3 separate regions of the Mus musculus genome follow, and regions 2 and 3 are each linked to region 1. The links are chromatin contacts, called in public Hi-C maps. All regions are on one chromosome and are shown on one strand. Each heading gives the region's core, a stretch centred on a gene start, on an enhancer-like site or on the middle of the called end of the contact. The rest is flanking DNA. Distances are from core to core; before and after follow the strand shown.

Region 1 (3,691 bases), core at 691-3,190:
GGGGCTCCCAACCTGGAGCTACAGCCCAGCCCAGATAGAAAACCTTTAGAAGCCGAGACCTTTTTAACATTCATTAGTTTTAATGGAGTTATTTTCACCCTCTTCCTCCCTCTCACTTGCTGTATCCAGCCCTTCACAAAATAATGCTGATTCTCATGCCTTCATATTGTTGTAATCAACCTTGTTCTTCCAGCCCCTGCTCTAGCTTAGGCCTGGGCTTGCAAATTAGCAACCACAGGGCCACCTTCAGCCTAGAGTCAAGCTTTCCTTGGTCTGAACAATAGTCTGGCAGAATTTAGAAGTGTAGTTAATTATACCTTTAGGGGCAGATTCTAGCTTTTTTTGGGAAACAAAGCAATACTGTATTAGCTGGCAACCAAAAGTCCCAGTGTTCATTTGACAACACTCAGTTACAGCTAAGGTGAGACTCCCTTCTTGGAAAAAGACTGAAACAGTCCAGCTCAGAATTTCTGCCATTCTCTCCTTTCTTTCTTTTCTTTTCTTTTTTCAAATAAAGATTTAATGTATGAGTACACTGTTGCTGTCTTCAAACACACCAGAAAAGGGCATCTGATCCCATTACAGATGGTTGTGAGCCACCCATGTGGTTGCTGGGAATTGAACTCAGGACTTTCAGAAGAGCAGTCAGTGCTCTTAACCACTGAGCCATCTCTCCAGCCCCATTCTCTCTTGTTTCTTGCAGCTGATTTGTCTTACTCTTGACTATCATGCACAGACTAGTCTAGGGATCACCAGTCTATCTACTTCGCTCTTACCTCTAATGAGATACCTACTCTATCTCCTTTCCACATTGTAAACTTAGCTTTGTAAGCACATTTGCCATACCCTCTCATTTGATAAAACTCACTGTTCTATGGCTGATTCCAACTCCTTAACATGTCATTTCATAACCTGGTCTTGCTTGCATGAGAATGCCCACATCATTGTGTCCCACTCCTTTGCTTTAAAAAAACTTTATATATGTGTATATATACTGGGTGTGTATACACATTTAGTGCATGCATGCATGTACATTCATGGGGAGAGAATAACTCTCAGGAGTTGGTTCTCTCCTTCCACCATGGAGGTCTGGGGTTTGACCTCTGGTGGTTAGTTTCGGTAGCAAGCTTCTTTACTTACTGAACCATCTTGCCCTTTCTCAGTTTTGATTACTAAGAAGCAACGATTTTCAAAACTGCTATTTTCTTAATACCTGTGAGAGCTGTTTTGTCCATCTTCCTGCCTCTCCTCCCCTCCTTGTTAAACTCTTATCCTAGAAACTGCTCTGCATGGCTTTGGTGGTGTATGCTTATAATCTCAGCATTCTGGAGGCTGAGGGTCTTGACTTTGAGCCCAACCTGTGCTACAGTACCAAAACAGGGTGGAGAATTGACTCAAGGGTTAACTATCTGTTCTTGTAGAGGGTCCCTGTTCCGGTGCCTTCACGGGCACCTTACAAGCATGTGATGCACATACACTCAGGCACACGCATATACATTTAAGAATATTTAGAAAAAGAAAACAGTAACCTGTACCCCGACATCACTCCTGCAAGAGACCTTCCCTCAAAGTCTTCCTAGCCTTTCTACTGCCCTTTTCTGGTTCAGTTTGTGATCTCTTGGTGTAAATGCTTGGAGTCTTCCAACACCAAGAAGTATTAAATCAGGAATGGACTGAAGTGAAGTTAATCGAGTTAGGATTATATCAGTTTTATTGTCTATTTTAACCTCCGACAGAGTCTGATTTCCTGAGTAAAGTGTGACAGGAGTTCGCCCTCGAATTCCTGACTGTCGTTAGTTACATGGAGCTTTTAATCAAGGTTCCCTGCCCAGGGAAACTCGCCTAGCACATCACGTGTACCCAGGTTAGGGGAGCCTGGGATTGGATGGGGCAGTGCATGCCGGGAGAAGGATGGCCTTCGAAGGGCTTTTTGGGAATTGTAGTTCTTGGAGCCGGAAGTGGGGGTGGCAGGGGTAGAGCGGCAGCTGAGGCAGCAGTCCTTGACTCTGTCGCTGTCAGGGTGTAGTGCATGGTTCTAAGCTCACCAGCCATGGTGCCTCCCCTCTCTTGAGGGTGCTCCGGGTACCCTGGCGGTCGAAGCGGCCTGGAGCCTCTCTCTGGCCCCGAGACGGCCTTATAGTCCGGATGCGTCCGGAGGGCGCGGGAATGGATCTTGGCGGCGGCGATGGGGAGCGTCTGCTAGAGAAGAGCAGGTGGGCTGGGAGCGGCTGGCAGTCGGGGCTGCTTGCGTGCGCGGGAGCACAGGGAGACTTGGCTGGCATGACACGCAGTGCGGGGCGCGGCATCCTGTAGAGCTACTGTTCAAGTGACTTGTTTGGGAAGAATTTCCAAGAGGAGGGACTGGTGGGGCGTGTATAAGGACAAGGGAGGAGATGAATTTAGGGACGGTGAGCAACTGTGGGTATGATTCTTTGAGGGCCAGGGAAGACAGTGAAGAAACTAAGATACAAGACTGCCAGAGGAGAGGTGGACATTGAGAGTCTGGGAGAAAGGACTGAGGTGCTGTAGTGAGATTTTTATAGGCCAAAGTCTATAGATAAGAGCAGAAACAAGATTGGTGCCCTGCGTTAAAACTTGTGATAACCCAGACCGATTTTAAAAGGGTGCTAAGATATTCTGGGAGCTACGGTTTTAGATTACAATGGCTCAGCAAGGTTAGGAAGAGATGAATGTGGGTGAGGAGGAGAGGTAGGCCCGTGGGTTAAAAGAAACTGATTGCACTGGGTGTGGGCTCGCTGAAGGGACAGAAATCATGTGCATGTCCTTTGTCAGTGAGATGCTGCTGCCCTGAGAGGACCTCTGTTTCTTTTTTCTTCAGCCCCTTTGCTGCTTCTCCACAATGCAAACTAAATAAGCTCAAGTTTTTGTGGAATTATTGTCAGAAAACCTTAGCTTCTAGAAATAGGGGGATTATTTTCTTTTTAAATTTAAACAACTACACTTATGTGTGTGTGTGTGTGTGTGTGTCCTACTTAGGATTGCTTCATTAACAACTGGTCTTAGGTTGGGAGTGTAATTCAGGGTAGAGTGCTTGCCTAGCATGCAGGCAGCCCTGGGCTCCATCCTCAGCACCACAAGAACAACAGAAGCAGGGTCTCAACATCTTAAGAGGATGCAGGAGCAGAGGCACAGTAGAAATATGGCGTGAGGGAGTTTTTCTTGACACTTAAAATAGGTTTAGTACAATGATGGTCTCCAGAGCAGGTGAAGTCCCACGACTAGAAGCAAAATAATTTACCTTAAAATATTCCTAGGGGAGAGCTGAAAAGTGTCTGGGTGAAAATATTTCTGCTATGATATAGCCTGTGGCCTACTGAATTAGTAGAGCTTGGCGTTCTTGACCGAGGTCTATGAATGGTGCATACTAAATGAAACTAGATGTCTTACTTCTCCTTTCAACATTTTAGTTTCTGCTTTTTTATACTTGGCTATTTATTTTTCTCCAGATGTCTGTGAAGCGTTTTATGTAAATGGTACCCTGCAGCTGGTAAGCAAGCTTTAGGGCTATTTGGATTTTCCTGTACTGTTTCATGTGGAGCGGACTGGGTCAGATATTTAAGTTTGCTTGGTTTGTTTTTTCTCATTTAACTGGACCTGCATTAGTTAGTTAATTATCCATTACTTCTTTATTATACACCAGATGCTGTCTTGACAGCATTGTGAAGGTTAA
Region 2 (3,691 bases), core at 577-3,076, 350 kb after region 1:
TCTACACCTGAGGTTTGCTTCCCTGGTCAAAGTCCTAGAGCAGTGTGCACAGGCGGGCCTGGCTCTGTCAGCACACAGTCCTTGGTTCTGCTGGAGGGTTGAGGATACAGGATCAATCGGGGCAGGATTTTACCTCTTCAGATCCAGATTAATGAAGAGATGCAGTGAGGCCCCCCCCATGTAACAATTCCCTGACTGTGTGCCTTTCACTACAGCACAGGACACCTTTGATTGTTCACAGTTGCCTAGGATTAAGGCAGGCCGGGGTGTAACTGGTCCCCTAGCTCACTGAGGTGGCTAAGACTGGAGGGAGGGGCAGCGTCAGGTACTTAATGGTATCTATTACACAACAGCACGTCCCCACAGCTTACTGCACTGCAGTCTCACGGCAGGTAAGAAAGTTACGAAAGCCAGGTATAGCGGCTCACACTTGTAATTCCAACCTGTGTCATGGGCTGAGACACCAGGATTTCTGTGAGTTCCAGGCCATCGCCATCTACAATGAAATGCTGTCTCTAAATAAATAAATAAATAAATAAATAAAAGACAGCTACCTGATATAATTTGAATATTCTTTTTTCTTCTTCTGGTTTTTTTGAGACAGAGTTTCTCTGTGTAATAACCCTGGATGTCCTGGACTTGCTCTGTAGATCAGGCTGGCCTCAAACCCACAGAGATTTACCTGCCTCTGCCTCCTGATTAAAGGCGTGCGCCATAATACCCAAGGATGACTTGAATACTCTAAGGATGGAGGCCGGGCACAACTTTCAATTTTCGTGTATTCCATGCTGCAGTCAGAGCACATTTCCCCAGGGCATGTGCTGTATTTAGGTGCTTGGGGTACTCCACACAGTGACTCAGGGGTTCTTTCCTTTGCAGTCCCTCCTCCCTCCTCCTCCTCCTCTTCTTCTTCTTTCTCTCTCTCTCTCTCTCTTCTCTCTTTCTCTCTCTGTCTCTGTCTCCAGGACCTCATTTGTGCTAGGCAAGCCCTCTAACCTGAAAACAAGACCACGATACATGTGAACAAGGAGAGGAAACTTACAGAAATGATAAGAAATTTCTTGCAGGATGGTGGTGGTACACACCTTTAATCCCAGCACTCAGGAGGCAGAGGCAGGTGGATCTCTGTGAGTTTAAGGCTAGTCTGCTCTACAGAGGGAGCTAGGACAGCCAGGGTTACCCAGAGAAACCCTGTCTTAAAACAAACAGACAGACAAAACCAAAACAAACACAACAACAACAAAAGAAAAAAGAAGAAAGACTCATGTTTTTCTTGAGTGTTTAACTGACAACCTAAAGTCAGATGGAAGAACAGACATAATTTCTTCTGCTTGGGGAATTAAGGAAATATAAAGGGGGCAGAAGTGAAGTGTAGGCTGAGGGAAAGGGGTGAACTCAGTTGACCAAGTAGGAAACAGCAGCAGGTGGCTGGGGTCGAGTCAGAGAGAGGGCGCGGGGATGGGGACTTGGGGTGGGGCACACACAACGGTTTATGTCCTATCCACTGAGGAGGTCGCTTAAACCCGAGTTACAGCCGGAACTGAAAGATCACAGAAGGTTCTGGATCTGTCTGAGGAGGAGGGCATGGGGGCTGGCAGGACGGAGGCCTGAGAACAAAGAGAGTCAATTCTGCTGGCGCATTTTCCTCAGGGGAGAAGCAGGCTTCCCATGAACTCGATCTGAAATGGGTTTAAACTCCTGCCATCACAGGGTAGTGTAGACAGGGATGGGGATTAAGATGCAGCTGTGATTGGCAGGTGGAAGACACACCCCACCCCACCCCACCCCGCTCCTCAGCCTTGGGGAGAGCCTGGCCCATCCTACTTTGAGGCAGAGGGAGCGGCTTCCGCCCTGAGCCAGTGTTCTAAGGACTGAGCCTCCCGTGCTACAACCTCCTTGTAATATGCGATCATTGTCACCCACCCAGGGAGCTGTGGGGACCTGGTATAAGGAGGGACCTGCGACACACATGCCGCTGTGTCCTGCCATTATACAAGCCTATTTGGTCCCCTCCTTTCCCTATTGAAGCTTCAGGGCTGGAGTGGCTGTCCAGGCAACCGCTCTGCCTGAAGCCTCTTTGTTCCTGAGGTTGCAGCTGCCTGGCAGTGTAGGCGGTGTAAGCAGCTTTTCGTGATTCAGACCCAGGCAAAGAGAAAAAAAAAAAAATCTAATTTGAGATCAGAGCCCACAGCTGAGGGGGAGGGAGTGTGGGGGCTGCTTCCTCCCGGGTTGGGAGAGGGGCCCAGGCTGTGTTGAGGGCTTAGGTGGCTGGGCCTGCACAGGGGTGGGCAGCAACAGCTGTGCCAATAAAACTGCCCATAAGCATCTGGTCCCGATTATTTTCAGGTAATATCTGAGCTGTTCTGTGTGTGGAAGAAGAACATTTTTCATAGTCACCCGGCAAGGCAGAGGGAAAGCTAGCCTGAAAATCAGGTGTCCTGACACCCCCTGACCACAGCTAGAATCAATCCCCTTACATAGGAAACTCCTGACACCATATTTGATCAATTTGCTTCCAGTTTTTAAAATAATTTTATTTACTTATTTAGTGTACATCCGTGATCTTCCTACTTTTGTGAGAGAGGGTGTCAGATCGCCTGGAACTGGAGTTACAGTTGTGTGCTGCCATGTGGGTGCTGAGAATTGAACCTGGTCCTTCGGAAGAGCAGCCAGTGCTCTTAACTGCTGAGCCATCTCTCCAGTCCCCTCCAGTCTTCTAAAAATCAGCATGTAATTTTTTTTTTTTACTTAAAAGGTTTATTTTTTTTTTTATGTATATGGCTATCTGTCTGTGTATGTGTGTGTGTGTATTTATGTGTGCACCACAGGTGTGCCTGGTGCCTGCAGAGATCAGAAGAGGCCACCTGACCTCTGGAAACTGGAGTTATAGATGGTTATGAGCCAACATGTAAGTGCTGGGACCAAACCTAGGTCCCCTGCTAGAGCAGCCGGGTGCTCTTAACCACCGAGCCTTCTCTGTGGCCCCTACACACGTAACTTCATAATAGCATTTGATCATACTATAAATAAGTGCATTCTTTTTTAAAACTTCCCTTTGTCCTTGTCTCCTGGACACACCATGGCCGCTCAGTGTTTGCTGCGTGAATGAGAAATGGACTCTTCTTCCCACTGTTCGGTTCAGGCCCCAGGTTGTTTTGTTTTTAACATCTTTACTTGAGGAGACAATATACTTGTTACTATTTAGTGTGTGCGTGTGTGTGTGTGTGTGTGTGTGTGTGTGTGAAATGGAGTGTGTATTAGTGTGAGTGTGTCTTCATGGTATATGTGTGGTGTGTCTATGTAGCATGTTTGTATGAGTATGTGTGGGTCTGTGTGGTATGTATGTAAGTGTGTGTGTGTCTATGTGATATGTGTGTGGTGTGTGTGTGTGTTCTGTGTGGAGTGTGTACATGTGTGTGTTCTGTGTGTGTGTATGTATGTGTGACTTGTGTGTATATGTTGTGTGTGTATTTGTGTGGTGTGTGTGAGCATTTATATGTGTATGTGTCTGTGTGATTTGTGTGTGTATGGTATATGTGTCTGGTGTGTGTATGTGTCTGTGTGATTTGTGTATATGTGGTATATATGTGAATGTGTCTCAGTGAGTGTGTCTGTGTACATGAGTGTATGTCTCTATGTGTGTCTGTTTGTGTGTGTCTGTATGTGTGTTTGTGCGTGAGTATGTGTATGT
Region 3 (3,691 bases), core at 554-3,053, 320 kb before region 1:
TAGTAATCTCTCCCTATACTATATATATATATATGTATATATATATATATATATACACACACACATACATACATATACATATATTTTTTTGTTTTACAAACCCTTTATACATATATTTTTTAAAGCACCAAAATGAAGCTTTTGATATTTCTCCAAGTTTTTCATTTACATTAATAAAAACTAACAAATGGCCGGGCGTGGTGGCACACGCCTTTGATCCCAGCACTCGGGAGGCAGAGGCAGGCGGATTTCTGAGTTCGAGGCCAGCCTGGTCTACAAAGTGAGCTCCAGGACAGCCAGGGCTACACAGAGAAACCCTGTCTCGAAAAAACCAAAAAAAAAAAAAAAAAAAACTAACAAATGTAGAATTTCAAGAGTTTTCAAGTAGCCTGATTACACTCTACTGCTTATCAGCCTCTGTATTTAAGTCCCTCCCCTTCTCTAAGTCACAAGCAACCAAAGGATAAGATCTTCTCTGACTCTTGTTACTCGAATCATTCCACAAGTTTTGAAGACCAGCATTTGCCTCTCAAAGCGCTGAGTTCCACAGTTTCTGCTCTAAGAGACGTTCAGGCTTGCTTGTAAACAGATTACAACAGAGGCAAAAACCAGAAGTGAGTGTAGAGATAAATCAGAGGAAGAATAAGCCCTTGGATAATCGAGAAAACTCTGGGGTACATTTCTGAATTCCTCAAAGGGCCTCAAAAAATTACCTGTTGAATGAATTTCTGAAGAAAGTCAATCCTGCTCACGAAAGCAGGGTTCTATCTCCAAGTCAGATCATCAGCCGCTTTGGAATTGGCCTTCCAACTGGGATATGCAGACCCCATCACACTCCGAGCCACCCCAGAACATCACTTTGGAGGGCCATACCTGTACTGCCAGCCTTTCGCACTGCCACCGCGGCTGCTGTTGCTGCTGCTACTGCTGATGGCACCCCCACAGCTGCTGTTGCCGCTGTTCTTGTTCGGGGTCACTGCTGTGGCCAAGCCCTCCAGCTTCCCTTCACTCTCGGAGACTTTCATCACCGATGCCGGCTCACCTCCCTGCATCTTAACTCCAAAGTTCATCTGCCCTTCTCGGGCGAGGGACACCAAGTGCAGAGTTATTTTGTAAGTACTTTTCCCCCTTTCTCTCTCTCGTTTTTTTACTCTCAACGGGATCTCAGACCTCGGCTAGAGTGGAAATCGACAGTGGTCCAGAAAAAGAGGACACGCATTTCCACTTTGGTTAAAAGTTTTAAAGAGCACGGGTACCCTTCAGATAGATGCCTCTCCCGAGCAAGAACAAGGAGGACAAATCACCCCGCCAGAGGGCTCGGTGCCACACTCCGAGGAGCAGCCGGGCGGCGCGGGCGAGGTCGCGGATCCTCTGCCTGGGAACGCGGGGCAAGGACGGGGTCCACGGCCCGGGAGCCCCGGAGCCCACGGCCTGACCTCAGGACTCGGGGGTCGGGCCAGCCGCGCCGCTTCTTCTCCTCAGCCGGGTCCTCGGGAGAAAGGGCCCTGTCCAGCCAGCTCCGCGGTTCCCACCGCAGCCCCGAACTGAGCCGGAGCGGTCGCGCGAAGCCCGCGGAGGGTCGGGCAGACGCCGCCGGGCAGGACGCGGGCTCCGAGGCCGCTGAGCTTGGGCCGGAGGCGAGGGGTTCACCGTGGCCTCCTCCGAGAGCGCTAGCCCTGGAGCCCCACGGAGTTCACAGGAGCCGACCGCTCCCTGGAGCTTCCTTAGCCCTAAACGTAAAAGCCAGAGCCAGGGCCCGGGCCGCCGCCCCACCCACAGCCGGTCACCCACCCGCCTGCTAGCTCTCCCCGCCTTCCTTTCCGGTGTCGTGTGAGCTCATTTCCGCTAGCATTGAAGCGGCGGCGCCATCTTTGATTGGGGCAGACGATCCCGAAAGGAGGCGGTGACCGGAGCCTCAAGGGAGAGAAGGAGCTGAAAGAAGCAGTGGGGAAAGAGGCAGCAGGCGGGAGGGAGGGAGAAAAAGGGAATGAAACGGTCTTGCTAAACAGGTCCTATACTCTCTTGGGGAGCCCCATTCCTTGCCTTTTAAGGGAACCTAAAAAAATAAGAATTTACAGAACAAAGTGGGGAAAAATAACTGATCAGTCATTTTTGAGCAACAAAAAACCCAACATGATATTGGACTAAGGTAAATCGTCTTAAAGAAAAGGAAATTGTCTTGGAAATTAGAGCTCTTGGTGATGCTGGAGAAACTTGAAGTAGATTGATATAAAAAGGATTTACTAATAAGCTTACTTAAAAAGGACCAATAACACTGGAAGAAAAGTAGTTTATTGCCACGTTTGTTACAAACTGTAAGAAAGAAAACTTTTACCATAATTGAAGTTTGGGGTCTCTGAAGAAGTTTCTCTTACTGTTTATCCCCTCAGCTTGACCTCCAGTTAGGCTCCACTCCCACAGCAAAAGGAGACAACCTGCCATTATACCCATCAAAGAGCATTCCTAAAACAAGACACAGGGGCAATGCAGGACCACAACCATCTGCAAGGCCCAGCCTGCCATTAACTCTTTGTCTAGGCACAGGGAAAGTTTACCTCTACCAGGTGGGCATGATTAACCTGGGTAACAACTACTTGAAAGAACCACACTGGTGTACTTAAGAAATAATCCTTAGCCGGGTGTGGTGACACACGTCTTTAATCCCAGCACTTGGGAGGCAGAGGCAGGCGGATTTCTGAGTTCGAGGCCAGCCTGGTCTACAGAGTGAGTTCCAGGACAGCCAGGGCTACACAGAGAAACCCTGTCTCGGAAAAAAAAAAAAGAAATAATCCTTGTCTTAGGGTTCTCTGGAGTCATAGAACATATGGAGTGTCTCTATATAGTAAGGGAATTTATTGTAATGACTTACAGTCTGTAGTCCAACTAACCCAACAATGGGCAGCTGTGAGTGGGAAGTCAGGCCTGTGAGGCTAGTATAAGCTGGTCTTCTGTGGAAATAGATTCCAACAGACTTGCTAGCAAGTAAGTACAATCAGTTGAAGAAGAGTGAACCTTCTTTCTTCAAGGTCCTGATGTAGGCCTCCAGTAGAAGATGTGGCTTAGATTAAAGGCGTGTGCCACCATACCTGAACCTAAAACTTGCTTTGTCCCAGGCTGACTTTGAACTCAAAGATTTGCTTACCTCAGTCTCCTAGAATTAAAGGTGTGTGTACCTTGCCTGGGCCTAAGATTTTCATGGCCACTATGGCTCAAGATCTCCATGTCAAGATCCAGGTCAAAAACCTGTCTTCCAGCCTCAAGATCTGGATCACAGGTGTGCCCTCCATTTCTGAATTGTAGTTCATTCCAGAGGTAGTCAAGTTGACAACCAGGAGTAGCCATGACAATCCTGATGATAACTTTGCTGTGCAACTGTCCCATTTGCCCAGAGTTGCAGTCTCCTATTTCCTCTTAAATTGTTCAAAGTGTGACCTGAAAAGGATTTAAGGATGATGGCCTCTGTGGAATGCAGAGGCCTATGGTATATCTCAGTTAGCAGAGGAGTCTTCTATTCAAGGCTATCTCCTCTTTAGCAGGAGGCAGAGTTGGATTATTACTAAAGAACATTGCTCTTGGTCTCATATAGTGTCAAGTGAACCACATGGAGTTCTCTGTCTACCTAGTCCTGGGTCTGGTGGTTATGGTGAGTGAATGCTATCACTGGGTTCTGGTTATCAGCCTTGGGTGTAGG

The links. A called contact is a pair of places that touch in the nucleus more often than the background predicts.
Region 2: a Hi-C map of pre-B cells shows a contact between it and region 1, with 3 times the contacts expected there. The contact joins the enhancer-like site here to the promoter of Rubcn in region 1. A contact is called at or near these places in 3 of 39 promoter capture datasets (hippocampal neurons, neural stem cells and pre-B cells), 3 of 484 Hi-C or Micro-C datasets (embryonic stem cells and pre-B cells) and 1 of 115 datasets of contacts at active chromatin or transcription factors (bone marrow-derived macrophages).
Region 3: a Hi-C map of natural killer cells shows a contact between it and region 1, with 4 times the contacts expected there. The contact joins the promoter of Osbpl11 here to the promoter of Rubcn in region 1. A contact is called at or near these places in 7 of 39 promoter capture datasets (the 3T3-L1 cell line, 3T3-L1-derived adipocytes, the C10 cell line and 3 more), 6 of 484 Hi-C or Micro-C datasets (B cells, CD4 T cells, LSK cells and 3 more), 4 of 115 datasets of contacts at active chromatin or transcription factors (effector CD8 T cells, extraembryonic endoderm stem cells, large pre-B cells and 1 more) and 2 of 9 other capture datasets (adipose tissue and liver).

The regions. Positions count from the first base shown.
Region 1 is chr16:32,866,615-32,870,305 of GRCm38.p6, reverse strand. Rubcn (RUN domain and cysteine-rich domain containing, Beclin 1-interacting protein) reads left to right here and starts at 1,940. Exons shown (of 19, transcript NM_172615.4): 1 at 1,940-2,213. The coding sequence starts at 2,146.
Region 2 is chr16:32,514,631-32,518,321 of GRCm38.p6, reverse strand. No RefSeq gene overlaps it. Among named protein-coding and RNA genes, the nearest start is that of Zdhhc19, 20 kb to the right of the region's middle. Within about 2 kb of position 1,826, at least 224 of the 459 cell types and tissues checked have an H3K27ac peak or open chromatin away from gene starts, as enhancers often do. A contact at or near this core is called in embryonic stem cells, hippocampal neurons, neural stem cells and 1 more, where this site is marked.
Region 3 is chr16:33,183,183-33,186,873 of GRCm38.p6, reverse strand. It overlaps Osbpl11 (oxysterol binding protein-like 11), which reads right to left and starts at 1,803. Exons shown (of 13, transcript NM_176840.3): 1 at 874-1,803. The coding sequence starts at 1,070.